Regions from separate parts of the Sus scrofa genome. Here regions 1 and 2 are each linked to region 3. A link is a contact called in public HiChIP or PLAC-seq data. All regions are on one chromosome and are shown on one strand. Each heading gives the region's core, a stretch centred on a gene start, on an enhancer-like site or on the middle of the called end of the contact. The rest is flanking DNA. Distances are from core to core; before and after follow the strand shown.

Region 1 (3,196 bases), core at 642-3,141, 110 kb after region 3:
ATTCTGCTAATGCCTGGATTATTGACCAAGGAGGCACCTGGAGCTCAGAGAGGTGAAGTGACTCATGCAAGCTCACACAGCAAGGAAGTAGCAGGGCCAGGATTCAAACCCAGTTCTGCTGCATGCCAAGCCTACAGAGTACCAGAGGTCCCCTCTATTCCTCCTCTCTGCTCCCTACAGCTTCTGGATCCCCTTCTTCCCAAACCTTCCAGCCCCTCTGCAAAGTCCCTCCTCCCACAGTCCTAGTCAGAATTAACAGTTCCCACCTCCTGGCTGCTACAACATTTTGTTTACATGCACCTGACAGCAGAAGGGTACAGGAGTTATTTCAGGGGTGTCTGTCTCTCTGACACTCCGAAGGGCCCGAAAGGCAGGAAGTGACTCCAGTATGTGCTCCTTAGACCTGAGAGTCTATCTCCAGCCTCCCCCTCCCCCCATGCAAAAGTCCTCTGGTCTCCTCCTGTTGATACCCTCCCCATCTCCAGCCTCCAGTCAAGACTGGTCCCCAGGCCTGTAACTGGGATGAAGGTTGGGGACATGCCACAACTTCAGGGACTCTGCGCCAGAGCTATGGCCTCTCTCCTGGCCCCCCTCTCTTCCCTTCAGTATCTGAGCCGCTGCCCTGCCCCTGACACCAGACAGGGACTCCCAAGTCCCAGCCTAGGTAAGGCTCTCCCCAAGCCTCCTCCTGGAGAAAAGGGCTCCAGAAGCAGAGAAGGGGCTGCCTTCCTCCCTAATCCGGGAACTTGAGGGGTCACATTCAACCAGGAGAAGCTGCGCACTGGGAGTAACCTCCTCCAACCCTTCGTGATAGTCCCCCCCACCCCCAGTCCTTCCGGGGCTGGGCTGAGGTCGGTCTGGACAAATTCCCGCCTCCAGTTTGCTGGAGAAGTCCTATGCTACCCCAGAGAGGTGGGGTGTGCTGGAAAGTGTAGGTGAGGGCAGAAAACTCTTCGAGAAAGCCAGAGGACAGGGGCAGGGAAAGACTGGGTCATGCAGAGAGGAGATGAGTCACAAGGACCCGGGGGATGAGAATCAGAAGCCGGAACCAGAGCCCGACAGAGTCCGGCAGATCAGAGACGCAGAGAGAGAAGTCCCCTAGACCACGCCTGGAAGAGAGCATGTGCGGCCGGGGCGGCGACCGGAGAGCCACCCTGGCGGGCAGAGCCGGCGCCCCAGCTCTCGGGTCCCTGAGTCCGGAAACTCAAAGTCAGTTACGTAAGAGCCAGAGCAATCCAGGGGCCCCGGAGCCGGGTGCCCCTTCCCGCTGTGCGCCGCCAGCCCGCCCGCCTGCTCCGCGGGCGCTGCAGCCTGCCCGGCAGGAGCACGCGGGGCCTGACAGGGCGGGGTTGTGGGGGGAGCGCTTGTGCTGCAGCACTCCGCAGAGACCCGCCGGCTGGCACCCAACCCAGGACCCCCGCCGCAGACAGACCCGGGACCCGCTGGGACCGCCAACGCCAAGCGTCCAGCTTCGGACGCGAGCTCTAGGACCCCCTTCCTGTCGCCCCTGCCCTCCCTGCACCCTGAACTTCGAGACGCCCAGGCCCCTATGGACCTCCAGTTCGGAACTTGGAACTCGGGACTCCTAGAGCCCCCGACCCCGACCCTTAGAACCAGATATGTCCCCTCCCGTGGGACGGCCTGGGCCCTTGGGCACAGGTCCATCTGTTTGTCACCCCGTCCCTCCCGGGGGCCCGGGGTCGCCCCCCAGGCGGTCCAGGCTCACCTGGGCCGGACCGGGCGGAGACCTGGCCGGGCCGGGCCGGACCGCGTTCTCGCCCTCCGCCGCTCTCGCCCTTTAAGAGGTTCCTGCCACTTTGCCCCGCCGGGGGCCTCCACCTGCACTGACAGGGCAACTCTGGCTTGAAGCCCCGCCCCCGACCCGGGGCGCCTTCTGATAGGCGCAGACAACTGCCATTCGGTGGGGCGGCGGGGCGAACGGGGCAGGACAGAGTGAATGTCGCAACCGGGAAGGGGCGGGGCCTGCAGGTGCGGCCTGATGGTACGGCCAGCTGTGGGCGGTCGAGGGCTCACCCGTTGGGTCTGGGGAGGGTTGGGGAGGGAGTTCCTAGATTGGCTGGTGTGGATTCTGACGTCATACGCCTAAAGTATGATGCAATTTTCCACGTGGTGCTACCCCTAAGGGCTGGAAGGGAGACAGGGATTTGGTCATAGGGGACCTAGGGAAGCAACCCTGGCGAGGACACCTGGATGACCTGTCCCACCTGTGTGACCTTGAGTGAGTCACGTCTCTGAATCTTTCCTCAACTATGAATCTTAGAATGTCTTCCTGAGAATTAGCAGTATATGTTAAATGCCAAACACAGGTCTGGCACACAGTGGGTGGCATTCAGTAAATGTGGGCTTTCATTCCCCTTATTCCCATCTTGCCACTCTTTTTTTTTTTTTTTTTTTTTTTTTCAGGGCCTCACACGCAGCGTATGGAGGTTCCCAGCTAGGGGTCCAGTCGGAGCTGTAGCTCCTGGCCTACCAACAGCAATGCCAGATCTCAGCTGCGTCTGGGACCTATGCTACAGCTCAGCTCAGTGGATCTTTAACCCACTGAAGGAGTTCAGGGACAGAACCTGCATCCTCATGGTTACTAGGCAGATTCTTTACCCCTGAGCCATGAGGGCAACTCCTTGCCACTCTTCTCAAAGATTTTCCCCCTCCTGATCCCATCTGATCAGTGCTAAAAGGGGCTTGTGTGGTTACTGGTCCATGTCCCCTCCCCTCTCTACCTTATTCCAGACCTGTGCTCACATACCTCCAATGACAGGAAGCTCACCATCTTCCAGGCAGGCCTCCTTCATTTTAAAAACGTCCTGAAACTTCAAAAGCTCATTCAAAGTTTATGGCCAAATCTGCCCTTTAAGAGTTCTACCCACAGAGAACATACCTAATCCCCTTTCCACTTTGAGGAATCACAGAATCATAGAATCATAGAATTTTTCAGGTTGGAGAGCCATGGAGAGCTAATCCCTTTGGGGACAGATGGGGCAAACTGAAGCCTACTAAGGACAAATGACTTCCTATGACTTCAGTGGTCTTCCAATTAGATGGGCTCTGAAATCAGACTGCCTGGGTCTCAGTCCCCAGCATTGGCACTTACAAGCTGCCTGTCATTAAATGAAATAATCCAGGTAAAATACTAAGAACAGTGCCAGTCTCAGGGTGAGCATCCAAAAAGTGTTAG
Region 2 (3,553 bases), core at 503-3,002, 97 kb after region 3:
ACCAGATCCCCGACCCATTGAGTGAGGCCAGGGATAGAACTCACGTCCTCATGGATACTCGACAAATTCGTTTCCGCTGTGCCACAATGGGAACTCCCACATTTTTCTCTCTTATATGATACTTGACAAATATTCTTTTACCTAAATCAGACACATTTTTTTTAAAATGCATTGACTGCAGGAGGTCCTGTCGTGGCTCAGTGGTTATTGAATCCAACTAGGAACCATGAGATTGCGGGTTCCATCCCTGGCCTTGCTCAGTGGGTTGAGGACCCGGCATTGTCGTGAGCTGTGGTGTGGGTTGCAGACGCGGCTTGGATCCCGAGTTGCTGTGGCTCTGGCGTAGGCCAGTGGTTACAGCTCCGATTAGACCCCTAGCCTGGGAACCTCCATATGCCGAGGGAGCAGCCCTAGAAAAGACAAAAAGACAAAAAAGACCAAAAAAATGCATTGACTGAAGCATATTTTTTAAAAATCACAGCATACGAGGCCACCTGTGCTGGTTGTTTTTGAGATAAAAGCAAAAGAAATCAGCTGATGCAATAAAAGACAACACCTTGAATGAATACTCTTTCACATTTGAAAACACAGAGCATGTTCTGACCTCTTTGATAGAATGCACTTTGCTTATAAAAATTGCATTAAGCTCTGTTTTAAAGAGTTGTCTGTGCACAGTAAAAGCAAAAAAAAAAAAAAAAAAAAAAAAGCAAAACACTAAACATGATTAAAATACATACATTGGAGCTGGCAAATTATGTCCATTCTGCTATGAAGACACTCCAAGAAACAAAGGGCAGAAGGGAAGGAGGTTGAAATTGTAAAAGAGGACCCAGTGCATGGTTACTAAGATATATCTTTAGGCCTCTAGATTCACAAAATGTTAGAACAGGATAGGCCCTTAGAGATCATCAAGCCAAAACTGCACTTAAACATATTGAGAAATGGGTCCAGAAACTGGAAGAGACTTACCCGAAGTCACACAGCACAGGGGTGGCAGAGCCCAAGCTTGACCCTAAGTTCTCTGACCCCTACCACAGATTCTGTTCACTGCCTTCTTCTTCGTCCAGCTGTGTTTCTCTTCCAAAGTTGGACACCAAGCTAAACTGTACAGCCAAAAAATCTAGGACTGTCTGAGCCAGAAGGAAACTTAGAGATAAGTTATTATTAAAAATAATGACCACCGCAATTATTAGGTATTTTCTATGTGCCAGGCACGTACTGAGTACTTTATATGCATTAATGCATTTAGCCTCAGAGCAACCCTGCAAAGTATTATTAGCCTCAATTACAACTGAAGAAACTACAGCCTAGAAATATTAGGTGATTTGCCCCAACTTAAACCAAGTCTGTCTGATGCCACTGCCCTCTGTTCCATGCGCTTTCATGTCACTCGCAGGAAAGCACTTCAGAAATGATATAAAGGAGCAATATCAACATCTGTCCCAGGACCCCAGGGAAAGGTTTCGTGGCTTCTGATTGGAGCCCTGAGACATTCAAGGAGGAACCCGAAGATCTGACCTCCCATGACCCTCCCCAACCCCCTTCACGCACTAGCTGGAGTAAGCCTGATGGCCCCGATCCAGCAAAGCCTCCAGCTCACTCAAGCTTAAAGCTCCCTCCCCTCGGGCAGGGAACCCCCCTAGTCCCAAAGGGTTTCCCAAGAAGATGGAGACAGGCTCAGTGCCACCAGCGAGCTGAGCCCCTTCTAAACCTGCTAGCGTCAGCCTGCCCAACTCTCCCCTAAGAGAGGGCAGAGGAGGAGCTATGGGGAAGGAGGAGGAGACTGGATACCCAGAAACGGCCAGGTTTGACATGCCCCAAGACCTTCCAAAGCTGCGGCGGCAGGACAGTTCCTGAACTGTCTGTCTAGCATTCAGCTGGTCTCCATTTCTAAGCCTTCCAGTGCCTGGGAGTGTTTCCATGGGGAAAAAAGCGAAAAATGACTATGAATGTGTTCCAGCCTTAACTCTGCAATAAGTTCACTGTGTGACTCTGGGCAAGTCACTTACCCTCTCCCTTAGTCAGCTTGGGCTGCATCCAAAAAATACCATACAGTGGGTGGCTTAAGCAATAGAGACTCATTTGCTTACAGTTCTACAGGCTGGAAGTCCAAGATCAGGGTGCCACCCTGGTCAGATTCGGGTGAGAGCTCTCTTCCTCGCTTGTAGGCAGCCACTTCTTCTCGTGTCCTCATACGGCGTAGAGAGGGGGAGCTCTCAGGCGTCTCTCTCATTAACACTAATCCCATCATGAGGCCCATCTGTCATGACCTCATCTCACCCTCATCACCTCCCAAAGGCCCCATCTCCAAACACTGAAACATTGGGATTAAGGCTTCAATGTGAATTGGGGGCGGGACACAAATATTCATCCGGTACTCCCTCTCTGGGCTTGCATTTCCAAACCAGTCAAAGGGAGGTGGCTACCCAGGATGTCACACGGGGTGGCAAAAAGGATCAGCCAAAGAGTTCTTCAGATTACAAACCGACATCTGCACTGCGTATGATTGTTTATTTTTATTTTTACTCTGCTGCCAACTAAGAAGAAAAAAATCCTGAATCCCAAGGATGCAAATCTCCCTGGAACTGAAGATACCCTGGTCCCCCCTTTATCCAACACACATGTATTGAGCACCTCCTGTGTGTGGGTACTGGGGGTCACAGAATGAATGAGATGATGCCAGCAGCACCAAGAACGATCATCCCCATCATCATCCCATATTCAGGTGATGGCAAAAAGAGGTAAAACAATTGTGGGCTTTTGAGGTAGGCAGACCTGGGTTCAAATCAAAGTTCCACCATGGAGATGCTGTATGAATTTAGGCAAGTCACTACTCCTCCCTTCCTTATCTATAAAATGGGGATGACACGTTGCAGTACTTTTTATGCAACATGTCATTGAACCTGTTCAACAGCCCCTTGAGAAAGGTATAACTATGATTCCCATTTTACAGATGAGGAAGTAGAGTCTCAGAAAAGTGAAAAACTTGCCCAAGATCACCTGGCTAGTAAATGTCAAAGAGTTAGGATTCAAACCTACATCTGCCTGGGGAGTTCCCGTCATGGTGCAGTGGTTAACACATCCGACTGGGAACCACGAGGTTGCGGGTTCGTTCCCTAGCCTTGCTCAGTGGGTTGAGGATCCGGTGTTGCCGTGAGCTGTGGTGTGGGCCGCAAACACGGCTCAAATCCCACGTTGCTGTAGCTCTGGCGTAGGCGGGCGGCTACAGCTCCGATTAGACCCCTAGCCTGGGAACCTCCAATACCGCAGGAGCAGCGCAAGAAAAGGCAAAAAGACAAAAAGCAAAACAAAACAAAGCAAAAACCTACATCTGCCTGGCTTTATTGCTAGTACTGTCCTTATGGTTCACAGATTGCCTGCATTTCTGTGATGGTCACTGTGATAATACCCGTGTATAGAGCACTCCCTGTGTCTAGATCCTTGACATTTTCCTTTTTAGTTCTCACAACATACCTATAGAGTAATACTATTTAAATCCTATTCTTTTTTTTTTTTTTTTTTTTTTTTTTTTTGCTTTTTAGGGCCACACCCA
Region 3 (3,552 bases), core at 661-3,160:
AAACAAACAAATAGATAAATATAAAAAAATTTAAAAATCAATGTTTTTACCTACCACAACTATCTTTAAAATGTCCAAATCAGACTCAGTAATTCTATTTCTATAATCTATTCCAAGGAAACAATTCAAATCACAGAAAAAGCTTTATACATGATAGTGTTCAGAATTTTTAAGTGAAAATCTGGATATAAGCCAAGTATCCAAGCATTAGAGTTAAATTATTGTCCTTCCAAATAGTGAAATCTAATGCGGCCATTCAAGTAGTTACATAGAATTTGTGTGATAAATGGTAAAATAATTATATTGTGATGTTAAGTGAAATAAAGCAGGATAAAACTGCATATATAATTTGATCCCAATAATATAAAAAATATGCATGGAAGAAAGATTAACACACCAAAATGTTAATAATGGCATTCTTTAGGGGGTACAATTGTGAGCAATTTTTCATTTTCATTTTCTATACTATCCAATAGTAACCAGTAATAATTTGATCATTTTCAGGATTATCCTGTTTTCTAGGCACATATAATTATGTGTGGCTAATGTATACATATATACATGTAAATATATTATTAATATATATGCTTCACCTTTATAATCAGTAAAACAACTAGAAAACTTAAAATTCAGTCCTTGAGGAAACTATATCTAAATCAGTTCTGTATCACCCCAAATACTGTTATTGACAACATGCCCAATAAGCATTTTGACTGAGTTTGCTGTCTGCCCACATTATTTATCATAATTTATGAAGGCAAAATCAGTAAATTCTTTGCTATGGATTTATGAAAATCTTGATTCACGTAGGTTGATAAATTAGGAAATTTCAAGATACTGTAGTAACAACATACACTAGGCTTAAACCTTCCACGATTACTATCAATTATTTCATTCATTATTAGTGGCTGAGGGAACATCTGCTTTGCTTTTGTCCAAGAAACATGGACCTGCACACATCTTACCCACTGAAGGAATCAACTGCTATAAGGAGTAATTTAGCCACCCCTCAAAGCCACTGTGAAATGTCACTGAGTTTGCACCTCATCTATCTTCCCAACACTCCTCTCATGAAGCTGAGCCTCTGCAGCCTCCAAAAAGACTTTCCTTAATACTTCAAAAAGAGACACTAATTTACTTTTACCATGTCTGTCTGTATATGAAAATCCTAGCGTAAGCATTCACGGTCTCATTTTGGTCTCATAGCTCTGAAAAACCTTTCAATATCATAATCAGCAAATAATTACTATGGTAGCTGCATGTCCTATACACACATGTTTACGTCGAACCCCAGGACTTCCTGGAGGCCAGGGCTTAGGGCTACCAAATATACATGCACAACTAAAATTCTTGTTTTTCTATGATAAAATGGTCTTCCCTCCAAAAATCAAAGTATAAGAGCTGACTCTATTCCTTATAAATTCAGTATGAGAGAACTCAGATTTTTATAATTACTGATATTTAGTAAGTCATAAATATTATCTTCAGGCCAAAAAGGAACAGTAAGATACAATAAAGCCATATTTACATGCCTCTTCATTGAAGAAAAGATTTTTAAATTAAATATACATTAGTCATCCACAACTGTAAATAAACTTCACCTGAGTTAATCTCTACAGATGACTCTTTAGATAAGTAATCGACACCAGAGTTATATGTTTCTAGACTACTCCTTTTCCCAAAATAAATATAGAGAAACTTATTAGTGCCTACAAGTGTCATGTACAAGCACAATAAAAAGAAGAAACTATATTTAGCTTCAATTCTATGACTACATAACAATTTCTCAGAAGATGTCCGATTAAGTTTTTGTTTTCGTTTTTTTTCTTTTTTGGCCATCCTGTGGCATATAGAGTTCCGGGGCCAGGGATCAAATCAGAGACGCAGTTGCAATCTATGCCACGACTGTGGCAATACGGGATCCTTAACCCACTGTGCCGGGCCAGGGACTGGGCTTGTATCCCAGCGTTACAGACACGCTGCTGATCTTGTTGCGCCACAGCAGGAACTCCTCCACTTAAGTTCTTAATGTCTGTGGCTACAAATACATTTCTTTCTTAACTATATGTTTTGGAGAAACAATTTGTTTTACAACATTTAGGGGAGGAATATGCTGACTTCTCATGCATTCCTGATGACTACTGAATTGACACCAGCCTCCAGCAGAAAGTGAGAAGTAAAACCTAACAATTTCAGTTCTGGAAATAGATCTGATCTGATCTTCCTGCCATCTACTTTAGAGAATCACAGAAGTTACTGTACCCAGCCCAAAACAATCCAGAGCAATATCTTAAGAAAACTCACTAACATGCAACGAAATTGTATTAGTGTTAATAGGATCTGAACAAGGAAGAAACTTCAGATATCAGATATTCAGGTTGGGAGAAGCCTGAAAGGTCATTTCCATTGAATCACTCACCAAATGTTTGAATGTCCTTTTCTAGATTCCCAGTAAGTGATTATTCTGCCTAACTTGGAATATCTCCAGTGAGAGAGAACTCAGTACCTGCTGAAGCAGCCCAGCCCATCCTTGCATTGCTCTGTTAGTCCAACCTTGCTAAATAGTATTCCCCTGAAGTTTCCATTTTACTGGCTCTAGTTTTATATCTTAGAGCTGTAGTGAAATATCTACTTCACACATCAGTCTTTTAAATCCATGAAGACTGATGCTATGTCTTCTTTAAACTCTCCCTTCTGTGGGTTAAGTATCCCTATTCCTTTGCCTGTTCCTCATCAGATATGATTTTGATTCATCTTCTTGTGCATCCTAGTTAAATGTCTCTAAACGAACTCGGATAACCCCTTCAGCCCTTTCCTTAAAAACTCCTCAAACTCCTCAGTCATTTCGGTAGCTGAAGAAGAGAGAAGTCAAGCGACATCCCTAAGTATTCATTCTTAAGTTGTTTCAGGTAGAACTAGGATGAATGCTCAGGTTTCCTATTGTCCAATAAGCCACTTTGGTTCCGTCCATGTGCAGTTAGAATCACCTGGAGAGCTCATTAAAACAGATCGCTGGGCTCCCACGCACAGAGTTTCTGATTCAGTAAGTCTGGGATGGGACCTGAGATGTGCGGTTTCTAGATGATACGGGTTCGGTTCGGAGACCACACTTTGAGAACCACTCCCTTAAGTCAATGATTCTCAGATTTAAGCATGAAGGAGAATCATTTGGGATATTCATTATATCTAGAGATTTGGCCTTTCCTCCAAAGTAGTTCAGTAAATCTGGGGGGAGCTCAGGAATCTGCATATTTAATAAACACCTCAGGTGATTCTGATGTAGGTGACACTGGCTGTAAAATACGCCTGTCACTCTATGTTTTCAAATGTATCTGCATTTTAGGAAACTGCCATTCCTTTTGCTCTCAGTATACCTACATCTTTTGATCCTTATAGTTGCTTAGGTGTGAAATTTCATTCTGATGGTAGAACTGCAAAAGGGCAATTCAATTTATATACATAATACATTTGACTGATTTGATGGATAAATTTAAAATTCTTTTTTTTTTTTTTTGCTTTTTTTCTTTTTGGGGCCGCACCCATGGCATATGG

What was found. HiChIP or PLAC-seq counts read pairs in DNA pulled down with a chosen protein or histone mark.
Region 1: an H3K27ac HiChIP or PLAC-seq map of alveolar macrophages shows a contact between it and region 3. The contact joins the promoter of EPB41 here to the enhancer-like site in region 3. A contact is called at or near these places in 4 of 5 promoter capture datasets (fetal liver, fetal skeletal muscle, liver and 1 more), 32 of 47 Hi-C or Micro-C datasets (adipose tissue, alveolar macrophages, blood and 16 more) and 2 of 2 datasets of contacts at active chromatin or transcription factors (alveolar macrophages and skeletal muscle).
Region 2: an H3K27ac HiChIP or PLAC-seq map of alveolar macrophages shows a contact between it and region 3. The contact joins two enhancer-like sites. A contact is called at or near these places in 1 of 47 Hi-C or Micro-C datasets (embryonic fibroblasts) and 2 of 2 datasets of contacts at active chromatin or transcription factors (alveolar macrophages and skeletal muscle).

What each region holds. Positions count from the first base shown.
Region 1 is chr6:85,841,233-85,844,428 of Sscrofa11.1, reverse strand. It overlaps EPB41 (protein 4.1), which reads right to left and starts at 1,891. Exons shown (of 17, transcript XM_021095721.1): 1 at 1,727-1,891. It overlaps LOC106510640 (a long non-coding RNA gene), which reads left to right and starts at 2,574. Exons shown (of 3, transcript XR_001309282.2): 1 at 2,574-3,196.
Region 2 is chr6:85,857,795-85,861,347 of Sscrofa11.1, reverse strand. All of the region lies in intron 1 of EPB41 (protein 4.1), which reads right to left. Among named protein-coding and RNA genes, the nearest start is that of EPB41, 17 kb to the right of the region's middle. Within about 2 kb of position 1,752, at least 4 of the 83 cell types and tissues checked have an H3K27ac peak or open chromatin away from gene starts, as enhancers often do. A contact at or near this core is called in alveolar macrophages, where this site is marked.
Region 3 is chr6:85,954,844-85,958,395 of Sscrofa11.1, reverse strand. All of the region lies in intron 8 of EPB41 (protein 4.1), which reads right to left. Among named protein-coding and RNA genes, the nearest start is that of TMEM200B, 77 kb to the left of the region's middle. Within about 2 kb of position 1,910, at least 1 of the 83 cell types and tissues checked has an H3K27ac peak or open chromatin away from gene starts, as enhancers often do. A contact at or near this core is called in alveolar macrophages, where this site is marked.